3 separate regions of the Zea mays genome follow, and all the other regions are linked to region 2. A link is a contact called in public Hi-C data. All regions are on one chromosome and are shown on one strand. Each heading gives the region's core, a stretch centred on a gene start, on an enhancer-like site or on the middle of the called end of the contact. The rest is flanking DNA. Distances are from core to core; before and after follow the strand shown. Region 1 holds the start of LOC100273294 (Vesicle-associated protein 4-2). Region 2 holds the start of LOC100274048. Region 3 holds the start of LOC100383055.

Region 1 (3,615 bases), core at 396-2,895, 350 kb before region 2:
GTTTTGCTCAGGCTTACTGGGCTTGGGCGCTCAGCATCCAAGAATACTACCCGCAATATTTGCTCGACCGCGACCTGGTCCTTCTGCTCATCAAACTGCAACAGAAGGGTCGTTAAAAACTTCAGTGTAGGCAGCCATTGAAATGGTGATGGCCAATCAGTTAAGCGAAGGTTTCCAACATTTAAACTGAACAGTACAATGAGTCTGCCAGGGCTGGTGGAGAGATAGCTTACCAGTTCAGGGACGTACTCCACCGGCCCTTTGACTTTCAGGCTGACAATCTTAAACTTAACCTTGCACTTGTCCATCGGCTTCTCGTTGTTCTCCGGATGCTCCACAAACTTGAAAACTACAATTGAAGTAAGGGAACGCAGGGATTAGGCCATTATAACTTGAGAGCGCCACAACTAGCAATGCGATGATATTCATTGGTCTCAAATCTGAATACCTGTTGCTATGATGCTTTCCCCTGGAGCAAGCACACCGCCCGGAGGCCTCATGAAGCAACTCTTTGGTGCAGTCGTTTGGAACTGCAACAGCAAACATGCTTAAGATTAGTGCTCTGCTGATGGGCACTGTGCAGCTGAGAGCTTAACGATTGTACTAGTTGCAGCATAGTGGTAGGCTAACTAAGATTAGGAACAAACTGGTTGGTATTGGTAAATTTGCAAAAAGAACATTACAGAAAAAGCATCTAGCAATAATAGCGTAACCGAATAAGAGACAGTGGTTTGCTACCTTGAAGGCCACATGGGACTTGCTGATGTTCTTGATCCTGACCGCGCTCCGGACTTGCTTGCCGGGCTCATCTGTATAAATCAAAATTAGGGAGAGAAAAACAGCTGAACGGAAACTGGTTTTCCCAGTAAACTGTATGTCTCCCATGGCCTTTTACCATCTATAGACTTAAATCTCTATATAAGAAACAGTCGTGCAAAGTTCGTCTATGAAAAAGGGACTTTTTCTCGACGAATACGGGTCCTGTCCGACGGAATCACGGAAGTTGAAATGGAACCTATGTTTTCACAGAACAAGCAAAGTTGCAGAAGCAGAAATTTTGAACAAACAACATGGAAAGCGGTGCACGCCTTGACGAGACAGAGCGACCGAATCAAGAAATCGGATAGCAGCGGCCAGCGGGAAACGCGCGCAGCCGGGGCCAAAGGCGCCAGGTGGAAACGATTGAAAGCCGCCGTCTTCTCCACGGGCCATCCGTCAAGAAACTAACAGAGTTGTCTAGTATAATAAACCACCAGGAGGAGGTGCAAGAAGATTCGGGAGGCAAGAAATTAACAGAGCCCCGGCCCCGCTTGTGGATTTTGCTTACATGGGAAGTAGAGCTTGGCGGGCGGATCTAGGCGGAGGCGGCGCCGGGTGGGGAGCAGCGACCGGATCACCTTGACGCCGCCGCCGGATCCCGACGGCGCGCGGGCGGCGTCGCCGTCGGCTGCCGGCGCCGCGGACGCGGCGGCCCCCCAGAGCGGCATGTGGCACAGCCCCAAGCGGCCGGCGGCCTGCTGCTGCTCCTCCTCCTCCTGCACCCGCTGGCCCTGGTGCCCTTCCTCCTCCGGCGGCAGCAGCAGCAGCGGCTCGCCGTCCGCGTCGGGCGCCGGAAGATGTATGGTGCGGGTGCTTCTCGAGAGGAGAGGGACGGGGTGGAACCGTGGAAGAGGTGGGGAGGGTAGGAAGTATGATTGCGCAGGCGACGCACCGGCGTGTGTGGGGGGGGGGGAGGGGAAATGTACAAGCGGTGGAATCGTCAATCGCGACGACGGAGCTAGTGGATGGGGGCGGCGGTAACCAGTTGCCGTAATTTGCTAAATAGGTATTTAGATATTTATTAAATATAGTTATTGTTTATTTGTAACACTAGGTGGTGTTTGGTTTAAAGAATCAATCCATTCTAGATGAGGTGGTGCATCATAAGTTCATTTCATAAATTTGGTGGAATAAACTCATTCCTCATGTTATTACTATTATTAGCTTATGAGGAATGAAATGGTGATGGATCAACTCATTCCATTCCACAAATCAAACAAGAAAGTGAGGAGTGAGAAAATGATGAATTACCTCATTCCTCAAACCAAACACCCCATAGGTGAACGTCGTGTGTCGCTACGGAGTGAACATGTTATGACAAGATACATTGAAATTCAAGAATACTAATTGCAATTTTATGTTCGTGTTAGCATCTTTTAAAAGTTAAGAATTTTTACATGCCTTAAAAGCCTTACACATCGAAAACATCCATCATGTAAAGTAAAATACAATGTTTATCCGTCACTATTGTAATCTGCTACTCGCACTATACAATTATAAATTATTCATATAAGATATACTGTAAAATGAAATATTTTAAAGGTCATACAACGCACGAGCAACCAATTTGATGAATATAGTTAGAGCTGTTCTAAATAGATCGTCAATAGTACTCATTATTTTTTGAGTCTGAAAGGGTTCAACGATGAGGGAGATGTTAAAACATGCCCCCAAAAAAAGGGGAGAACAGTCTGAAAGTGTTAGGATGAGAGAAATGTTGAGATACTTGATAGTTAAAAAATTCAGATTTGGCAGCCTAAATAGTTCAAATATCAGCATGTCACTGAGTGCAACAAATCCTTACACAAGTTTCTAGCTCAAAAGGCATAAGTCTGAGAAATTAGTAGATACAGTTTGCTAACCCAAAATGACATATAATAGTTATAACTGAATCGACACATTATGCCCCAAATTTGATGGGAGTTTCAGTTGAGAGGGATTAACTTCCTCTTGATAAACCAAGACGCTGGTCATCCCCATTGTTGCCCTTAGGGCTTGGTCTCAAAAAAAGCGCATCTAAAACATAAGAAAAGTGGTATGAAAGCGTTACAGAGTGAGAAATGTTAAGAAATGTTAAAACATGTCCCAAAGAAGTGGAGCAGAAGATTCATTATATAAGTCTACAACCTTTACTGCATGTAAAAACGAAAAACACAGTTTCACTTGAAAGAACATTTGTAATGGCACCCCAGTTTTATGTCTTCGGACAAAAATGTTAAGCCAATTTACTATCCAATATGGAGTGAACACGAGAATAACTACAAGCTTAGAAAAACAGTGTAAAGAACCAACATGCAACAGATAAGCAAGCTACAGAATTTCTGCTACAGGTAGCTACTGAAGTCAAAAGTTTATCCCTGATACCTGTCATTACATACTCTGGTGCAGCATAACCATAGGTGCCAACAACCCGAGTAGATACATGAGTTTTATCACCGTGAGGACCAGCTTTTGCTAAACCGAAATCAGATAGTTTTGCGTTGTACTCCTACAGAAGTAAAATCACCACATGTTCAAAAAAAGAAGTAAAATCACCACAATTAACAAGGTAGCGTGCATTGTCTAAGCACAATATGAAACATATTGAACTGATAAAGTACCACATCAAGAAGAACATTCGATGTCTTAAAATCCCTGTAAATTACAGGTTTGGGACCTCCATGGAGGAAGGCTAGTCCTTTCGCGACACCTAGAGGAATCTTCATCCTGTTGGACCAAGGTAGGGGAAGAGCCCCTTCAAGATTAAACAAAGTAAGATGACAGGATCATAAGAACAAGCAGATAGAAAGATTATGG
Region 2 (3,542 bases), core at 582-3,081:
CCGTTCCAATGTTTCAATTGTATGTTTCTTTCCCATGGGGCTTTTCTTTAACATCATATAAAAAAGGTTATCCAAACCTACAAGAATGTATGCTCTCCATTTCTTCTCTTAGGGAGTGTTTGGTCTCCTCAGCTAAAGTAATGCAAAGCATCCGTGCATGAACATTGCTTCCTCAAAATCCAGCTCGGTACTACAGGACATCTTCATCTTGAACTGTCTAGAGACATGCCTCGGTCGTCCGTCTCTGGCCTTCAGAGAGGGGACTCATCAGTTGGCAGCATTCCGGATCTGCCAGAAGCTAACTGAACTTTTCGAGTCCTTGGCTCACGTCTGTTGGTCTGAGCAGTTATTTTGTTTTTGTTGATATAGAAATTTCACGATGATGATGGGTTATTGGATAGACGGTAGACGCAGTTTTGAGCATTAAGGGTGGGTAATTGGTGTGAAGTCAATTGTAAGTGTGTTGTATAGAATGCGTTGTGACTACTTAATTATGTAGAAGCTGATTGTTACCATCTCCTTTGACGTTGCCTTCCTCAAGAGCCTCCATATCCCATTTCCTATCTCACTCACTCAGTATTTTAAATTTCACTATGCAAACATTATACTCTACTACAGTGCAAAACAGTGTGGTCTTTTATACACTGTCCGTATATACGGTCTGCTTGAGGTAGCCTCCCTCACCAGGAGACAAGATGGAGCGGCGTTATTGTCTTTCTCAACAACGTAAATTAAATTACTGTGGCACACTGACGCTAACTTTGACATGTTTTTTCCTCAGCAATAGCAACAAATCAAACAACAGGCATGTATTCTTTTTTTTTGAACGGAAAAAAGGCATATATCTTCGGATGCTTGTAGATGTCAAATCACAAGGAGAAAAGCAAGGAGCAGCTGGACCAAGGAAAGAACAGCGGTGATCTCTCGGGCAAAATGCTCGACTAAGGAACCTCGTGCGCTGCGGCAGTGGCGGTGACATAGTAGGCGACGGTGATCCCGCCGTGGACGAAGCACATGATCCCTCCGAGGGCCAAGGTGTGTCCGTGAGTGAACCCGCACGACGTCTTGGACTTGGAGTTGGACATGGCGCCGGCGAGCAGCAGCGAGAATCCGGCAATCAGGGCGATCCTACCCCAAGTCGCAGCGCAAGCGCAAGCGCAATCATTAGCACTGGTCCTCTCCAAGGGAATTCTATATATACAAGTGACCAAGTTACCATGAGAGAATTATGGTGGTGGCTGCCAGCTTCCTGTTGATGGACGCCTTGATGAACTCCAGCTGGGAGCAGATGCAGGCACAGCCGCCGAGGAAGTTGGCTACCGCGTGGGCAACTACCAGGAGCACTGCAGCTGCGAGGCCAAGCTGGTACGCTCTGTACACTGGTTTCTCGCACTGGATGAAGAGGATCGTCACCTTCTTAGTCTGTGGAAGCAGTACCAAATACAAACACCAACAACATCAGTCGTCAATTAGATAATCTCAGAGACCATTGAGCTAAAATACCATTACCAGCCATGCATGATGAAGCAAAACCATAGACTACGAAACATTTCGTTTTCAAAACCCCTCTGTGATTTTCGGTTAGTAAAAAAAAATACCAATACCTTGAAACATTACCTTGTTCTGAGCAGCCTGCGCCTCAATTCCTAGTATGCCAGCTGTGACGTCCAGGGCTAAAACCACTACGCAGACCAGAATAGCAACTCCCATCCTCGCCATTGTAGCGTGCTCTCGGACTTGTACCAGCTGAGAAGGTTGCTGAATGGAAGATCACCTGCTTACAAATGGTGTTGTGAGCTGCGACCTGTTCGATGACCAATTGGTGAATAAATAGAGGCAAAAGTACAGCAGGGTATTTGTTCTCCAACCAGGATGCAGTCATGAAGCAAGAAGAAACTAGCTGTCCCAAGATGCTCAAAGTTTTATACTTCCCTTTGATCCTTCGTTTACATCAGAGCTTTATTCCTTCCTTATAGGACACAATTAAGGATTGGTATCTCCAATGTGAAAGCCACATGACATGACACATATTCAGCCTACTTTTAAAGATCTGCTTTTACACAAGGTTTGTAAAGAGAGTGGAAGCGCAGGGAAAAGCAATCTATCTGATTGTCATATAAAAAAACATTTCTACTGAACACATCACAGAAGCCATCTTTTCTACCGAGATAAAGGCACGCAAGATGTTGCTTATCAAAATAAAGACACTAAAACTTTTTGCCGACAGTTAACAGGAAAAGGAGAAGGGCAAGCTTAGTTGTGTGGGGAGAGCTGTCTCGCTAAATGGCCAGGTCACGGATTCGAAGCAGTCTCTCTGCATTTGGCAGGGAAAGATTTGCCTCGGTTTATCCCTTCTCTAGACCCTACTCATGTGAGAGCCTCCAACATTCGTTCTGCCCCTTTAATTAAAAGGAAAAGGAAGGGGTAATGGACACATCCATGTGAGTGAAACTTCTAAATTACTCTTTCGACATCTTAAAAAAAATAACTCCAAACTTACCAAGCCTGCATGTAGCACTGAAACATTGGAGCATCATGGTCGACCAATCTGCTTTATCCTCATTAATCAAAGTAATTTCCAGATAATTGGCTTGAAACATTGGAGTCATTAGCTGCCAGCAAAATATGCATTAGCTTCTGCAGCACATGCACCTTTTTTTCTATGTGCTAAACAAAGCATATTTGATCAGAAATAAACTAGGTCACATTTTGGATGAAACATACTGTTTCACATCTGGTAATCCATAAAGTGAAAAACAGCACTACTGTTGGTTAATCTCATAATCCTTTCTCAGTTTTAGTGTCAGAAAATAAAACCATTAGATAGTTCGACATACCCAATTACCAGTAGTCACCACAAGAGCAGACCCCGAGTTTAAAGTGGTGGAACCTGCTACCATCCCTAACAATGATTTCCCTCTTGGTAACTCTTGACACAAACTTAATTAAATTGTGGCAGTCACTGCACAAACGATGGCTTTGACTGATCCTCAAGGGAGTCTGTGGGGCTGTGCTGATAAGGCCAAAAGCAATTGCCAGTCTCTCACTGTGGTAAGCTCTTGATATCTTTTGCTCGTCAGGATGAATATCAGGGAGCAATTCATTCTCCTCAGCAACAAAGCCAGCTTCTCGTACCTCCTTCATTAATGTGTCCAGCCTCCTGTATATTTCAGCACTTTGTGGATGCAAAGTATCTTTAAAGAAAAACCTGTGATCCGTTTTCTTGACTGTGATCCAGCTACAGGCATTACCAATATATAAACCTTTCCTCTTCAGTGTTTCAACTACCTTGCAGGCGCTGTCCTGTCTACCAGAGCTAACATACAAGTTGAGGAGCACAACATAGCTGTTTATTTTCTCAGGTTCCATTGCCAATAGCTGCTCGGCAGAAAATTTTGCAAGATGCATGCTCTTGTGGATCCTGCTAGCAGTAAGCAAGGCTCCCCACATGTTTGCAGTTGGAGTGAACGGTGCTCTTCTTATCATTGAATAGGATTCATCAAGTAGACCTTCTCTACCAAAAAGCTCAATAACACATGCAT
Region 3 (3,454 bases), core at 561-3,060, 490 kb after region 2:
AGAGCTGAGAGCCGCCGTCGTCACAGGGCACGCAGGGCGCCATCATTGCCTATCTGGCGGAGCTAGCCAGATGGGACACCGGTCTTGTTCTCTGCGGCCCGAGTCGGCTCGGGGTAGGGTGATGATGGCGCTTCCTGTTGACGCGGCGGGCCCGCGCCCGAGGTCGGGCGACGTGGGGGCTCTTCCGAAGCCGGGGTTGAGTCTGTCTTCCTTGGCCGAGGCCGAGTCCGAGCCCCTTGGTCGGGCGAGGCGGAGGTCGTTCGGCAGAGGCCAGGGCGGAGTCCGAGCCCTGGGGTCGGGCGAAGCGGAGTTCGTCGTCTTCTGGGGCTGAGCCCGAGTCCGAGCCCTGGGTCGGGCGGAGCGGAGTTCGCCGTCTTCCGGGACTTAGCCCGAGTCCGAGCCCTGGGTCGGGCGGAGCGGAGTTCGCCGTCTTCCGGGGCTTAGCCCGAGTCTGAGCCCTGGGTCGGGCGGAGCGGAGTTCGTTCTTCCGGGACTTAGCCCGAGTCCGAGCCCTGGGTCGGGCGGAGCGGAGTTTCCTATGGTGCCTTTGGCAGGGCCTGACCGCCTGTCAGTCTCACTCTGTCAAGTGGCACTGCAGTCGGAGTGGCGCAGGCGGCGCTGTCCTTCTGTCAGACCGGTCAGTGGAGCGGCGAAGTGACGGCGGTCACTTCGGCTCTGTCGGGGGGCGCGCGTCAGGATAAAGGTGTCAGGCCACCTTTGCGTTAAATGCTCCTGCGACTCGGTCGGTCGGCGCGGCGATTTAGTCAGGGTTGCTTCTTAGCGAAGGCAAGGCCTCGGGCGAGCCGGAGATGTGTCCGCCGTTGGAGGGGGGCCTCGGGCGAGACGGAAATCCCTCGGGGTCGGCTGCCCTTATCCGAGGCTAGGCTCGGGCGAGGCGTGATCGAGTCGCTCGTATGGACTGATCTCTGACTTAATCGTACCCATCAGTCCTCTGCAGCTTTATGCTGATGGGGGTTACCAGCTGAGAATTAGGCGTCTTGAGGGTACCCCTAATTATGGTCCCTGATACCACACTTGCAAATATTTCATCCCAAAAGGAACCGGGATAGAAGCGTGTTGCATAACAGCTAGGCCGCTAAGGTAATGTGTCTATTGCGCTTGGCCACTCCGTTTTGCTGAGGAGTGTACCGCACTTCACATCAGTGTTTACCATCTATGTTTTGCCAACATATTCGATAGTCAGCGGAAGCAAAAAAAACCTAGCTGAATTTCAAATTTCTCGGTCGATTTGCATGTTTAAATTAAAAAACGGAAATTTGTTGTTTCTCAAGTGGAATCCAATGTTTTTCCATCGGAAAATGAACATTAAGTTTTAGAAAGTTGTTTTTTGACAGGATTTATTTGTAATGTGTATATATTTTCATTAAAAAACAAAAGTCGACTTTCTCGATCAAAATTTGTTCTCCAACAAAATTTGCAGTTTTTATCAAAAAAATGATGATCAATTTGGCATGTAACAGAATACCCAGAAAAATATATTAATTTTATCATATTTTTTATTGCTACAATTATTAAAATTTCCAAATTCGAAACAAAATTTAACGAAACCTGTTCGAAAACCGGCCGAACGAGAAATTCTACTGAAGCTCGGCGGTTCTGGTCCGAGAAATTAAACCCTGCTGCATGCCTGCATTGCCCTACCCTAGCGTCGGGATCCGCTCAGTTACTTCTCAGGAAGGAACTGCAGAGAGGTCACTGACGTGTGGGTCTGGTATGAGCATGGTCCCACACGTCAGTGATAGGAAGCAACTACAGAGGAACTCTTTGCCCTACCCTAGCGTATCGAGCGCTCTCCCCGTTCCCCTGCCGGCCTGCCCCAGGCCCCCAGCTAAACCGCCGCCGAGACGCGGCATTCCCGTCCCTTTCCCGCCGCCACTACCTTCGCCTTCGCGCCACGGCCGATTCTCCCATGGCGCAGGCCTCGTCCTTGGTGGCGGTGCTGCGCCGCCGCACCCCCGCCGCTGCCCGCCTGCTTCCTCACCGGCTCGTCTCCTCCGCTCCCGCTCCGGCGTTCGCCTCGTCCTCATTGGTCCCGCTCCCCTTGCCAAGCCTGATCGAGGGAGACAGATGCGGCGGCGGCCTCTCCGCTTCGTTCGGCTCCCACTCACGCCTCCGGCTTCCTCGGCGACACCATGCGGTTGCTATGGCTACCAGGACAGCGCACCAAGTTGCTTCGAGGTAGAAGAGAGATACCCGAGTAACAGCGAGCCCGTCACTAGCTTATGTCGTCTCCAGAAATGCTTATTCTGGCTTGTGAATTTAACAAAGCTGCCATTGTCTTGTAGCCCCGAGAGCCCAGCGGCGGTGACGTCGTTGTCGTCAAGTGAGGCTAGCACTAGCACTGCTGCTTCAGAGCACTCTGAGTTGGTCGATTTTATCAAGTCAGCGTTTGGGAAGCTTGAAGGTGAATATGCGACTAGTGACCTTTATGAACTCGATGCTCGTATTTAGTACACAATGCAGATATTGGAGGATTATTTTTCAACGATGTTTGCAATGGATGCAATAATTTTGTGTGCCAGTTCATTTTATCGATTGTTCTTAGTTCTTACCATTGGAGAAACATAAATACATATACAGAACTAAAGCTGCCACAGCTACTATGTTACTGACAGTCTGACACGAAAAAAAAACATAAACATTCTTTCATTTTTTTATCTAACACACACCACATAAATACATAATATGATAGATGTGGCTATTCCCAGATGCACAATAAATTGTAGCACACATATCCTTTTCTCAGGAGGTCATTGCTACATTTTAACACCTTTATTTTTGTGGCGTAGGTCAAAATCATTGTTGGTTCAACATCATGAATGACACTTGGATGAACTTGAACCATGAAGGAATATATCTTCTTCTTTTGTATCAATCTTGTGGAACATTGAACAACGACGGCAAACATCTAATTGCTTTTGAGAGCTTGAAACATCTGCAACAGAGGTACAATAGTGAAGGAGTACATTACATTTGACTGCAATCTTGAACTCCTCTAATCTCAGCCTGTTTTAGGTATCCACGCCTGAATGTTTTTGCTTTGCAACATGGGAGTGATGTTAGTTCTTTAGCTTCTCAAAGCCAAGCTTTCCGCACAATAGTGAAGGAGTACATCACATTTCCTATCTTGATCTCAGACAAAAACTTCTCCAATGTGAGGCTCAGATCCATAGCAATTTCCACATTTAGTGTCATATGTATTTTATTTTGATTATGCATTTTTCCATTTACCTTTCTGATCTGTCTCTTGACTCTCGACATAGGCTTTAAAGATCTGTGTTGCAGTTGTTTTATGCATTTTAGCTATCATATGAAATACTATGTTAAAACAACAAATGTTGTTTTGGTGAGTGTTCAGATGACAAATGGTGCTTGCTACTTGCTATTTGAAGGTTCTAAGGACCCTGTACTATTCACAAACTGGGTTGAGGAG

The links. A called contact is a pair of places that touch in the nucleus more often than the background predicts.
Region 1: a contact with region 2 is called in a Hi-C map of ear, with 5 times the contacts expected there. The contact joins the promoter of LOC100273294 here to the promoter of LOC100274048 in region 2. A contact is called at or near these places in 10 of 25 Hi-C or Micro-C datasets (ear, endosperm, leaf and 2 more).
Region 3: a Hi-C map of tassel shows a contact between it and region 2, with 2.7 times the contacts expected there. The contact joins the promoter of LOC100383055 here to the promoter of LOC100274048 in region 2. A contact is called at or near these places in 2 of 25 Hi-C or Micro-C datasets (ear and tassel).

Annotation. Positions count from the first base shown.
Region 1 is chr4:37,199,995-37,203,609 of Zm-B73-REFERENCE-NAM-5.0, forward strand. It overlaps LOC100273294 (Vesicle-associated protein 4-2), which reads right to left and starts at 1,646. Exons shown (of 7, transcript NM_001147735.1): 1 at 1,328-1,646; 2 at 739-809; 3 at 449-530; 4 at 234-349; 5 at 18-95. The coding sequence starts at 1,487. It overlaps LOC103653102 (probable serine/threonine-protein kinase PBL8), which reads right to left. Exons shown (of 3, transcript XM_008680065.4): 2 at 3,420-3,553; 3 at 3,026-3,307. The coding sequence ends at 3,086.
Region 2 is chr4:37,554,657-37,558,198 of Zm-B73-REFERENCE-NAM-5.0, forward strand. LOC100274048 reads right to left here and starts at 1,832. Exons shown (of 3, transcript NM_001148428.1): 1 at 1,618-1,832; 2 at 1,217-1,422; 3 at 793-1,128. The coding sequence starts at 1,719. The coding sequence ends at 942. LOC103653105 reads right to left here. Exons shown (of 3, transcript XM_008680067.3): 1 at 2,838-3,542; 2 at 2,501-2,612; 3 at 1,907-2,050. The coding sequence ends at 2,842.
Region 3 is chr4:38,043,347-38,046,800 of Zm-B73-REFERENCE-NAM-5.0, forward strand. It overlaps LOC100383055, which reads left to right and starts at 1,811. Exons shown (of 16, transcript NM_001175731.1): 1 at 1,811-2,199; 2 at 2,307-2,425; 3 at 2,811-2,967; 4 at 3,037-3,175; 5 at 3,380-3,454. The coding sequence starts at 1,931.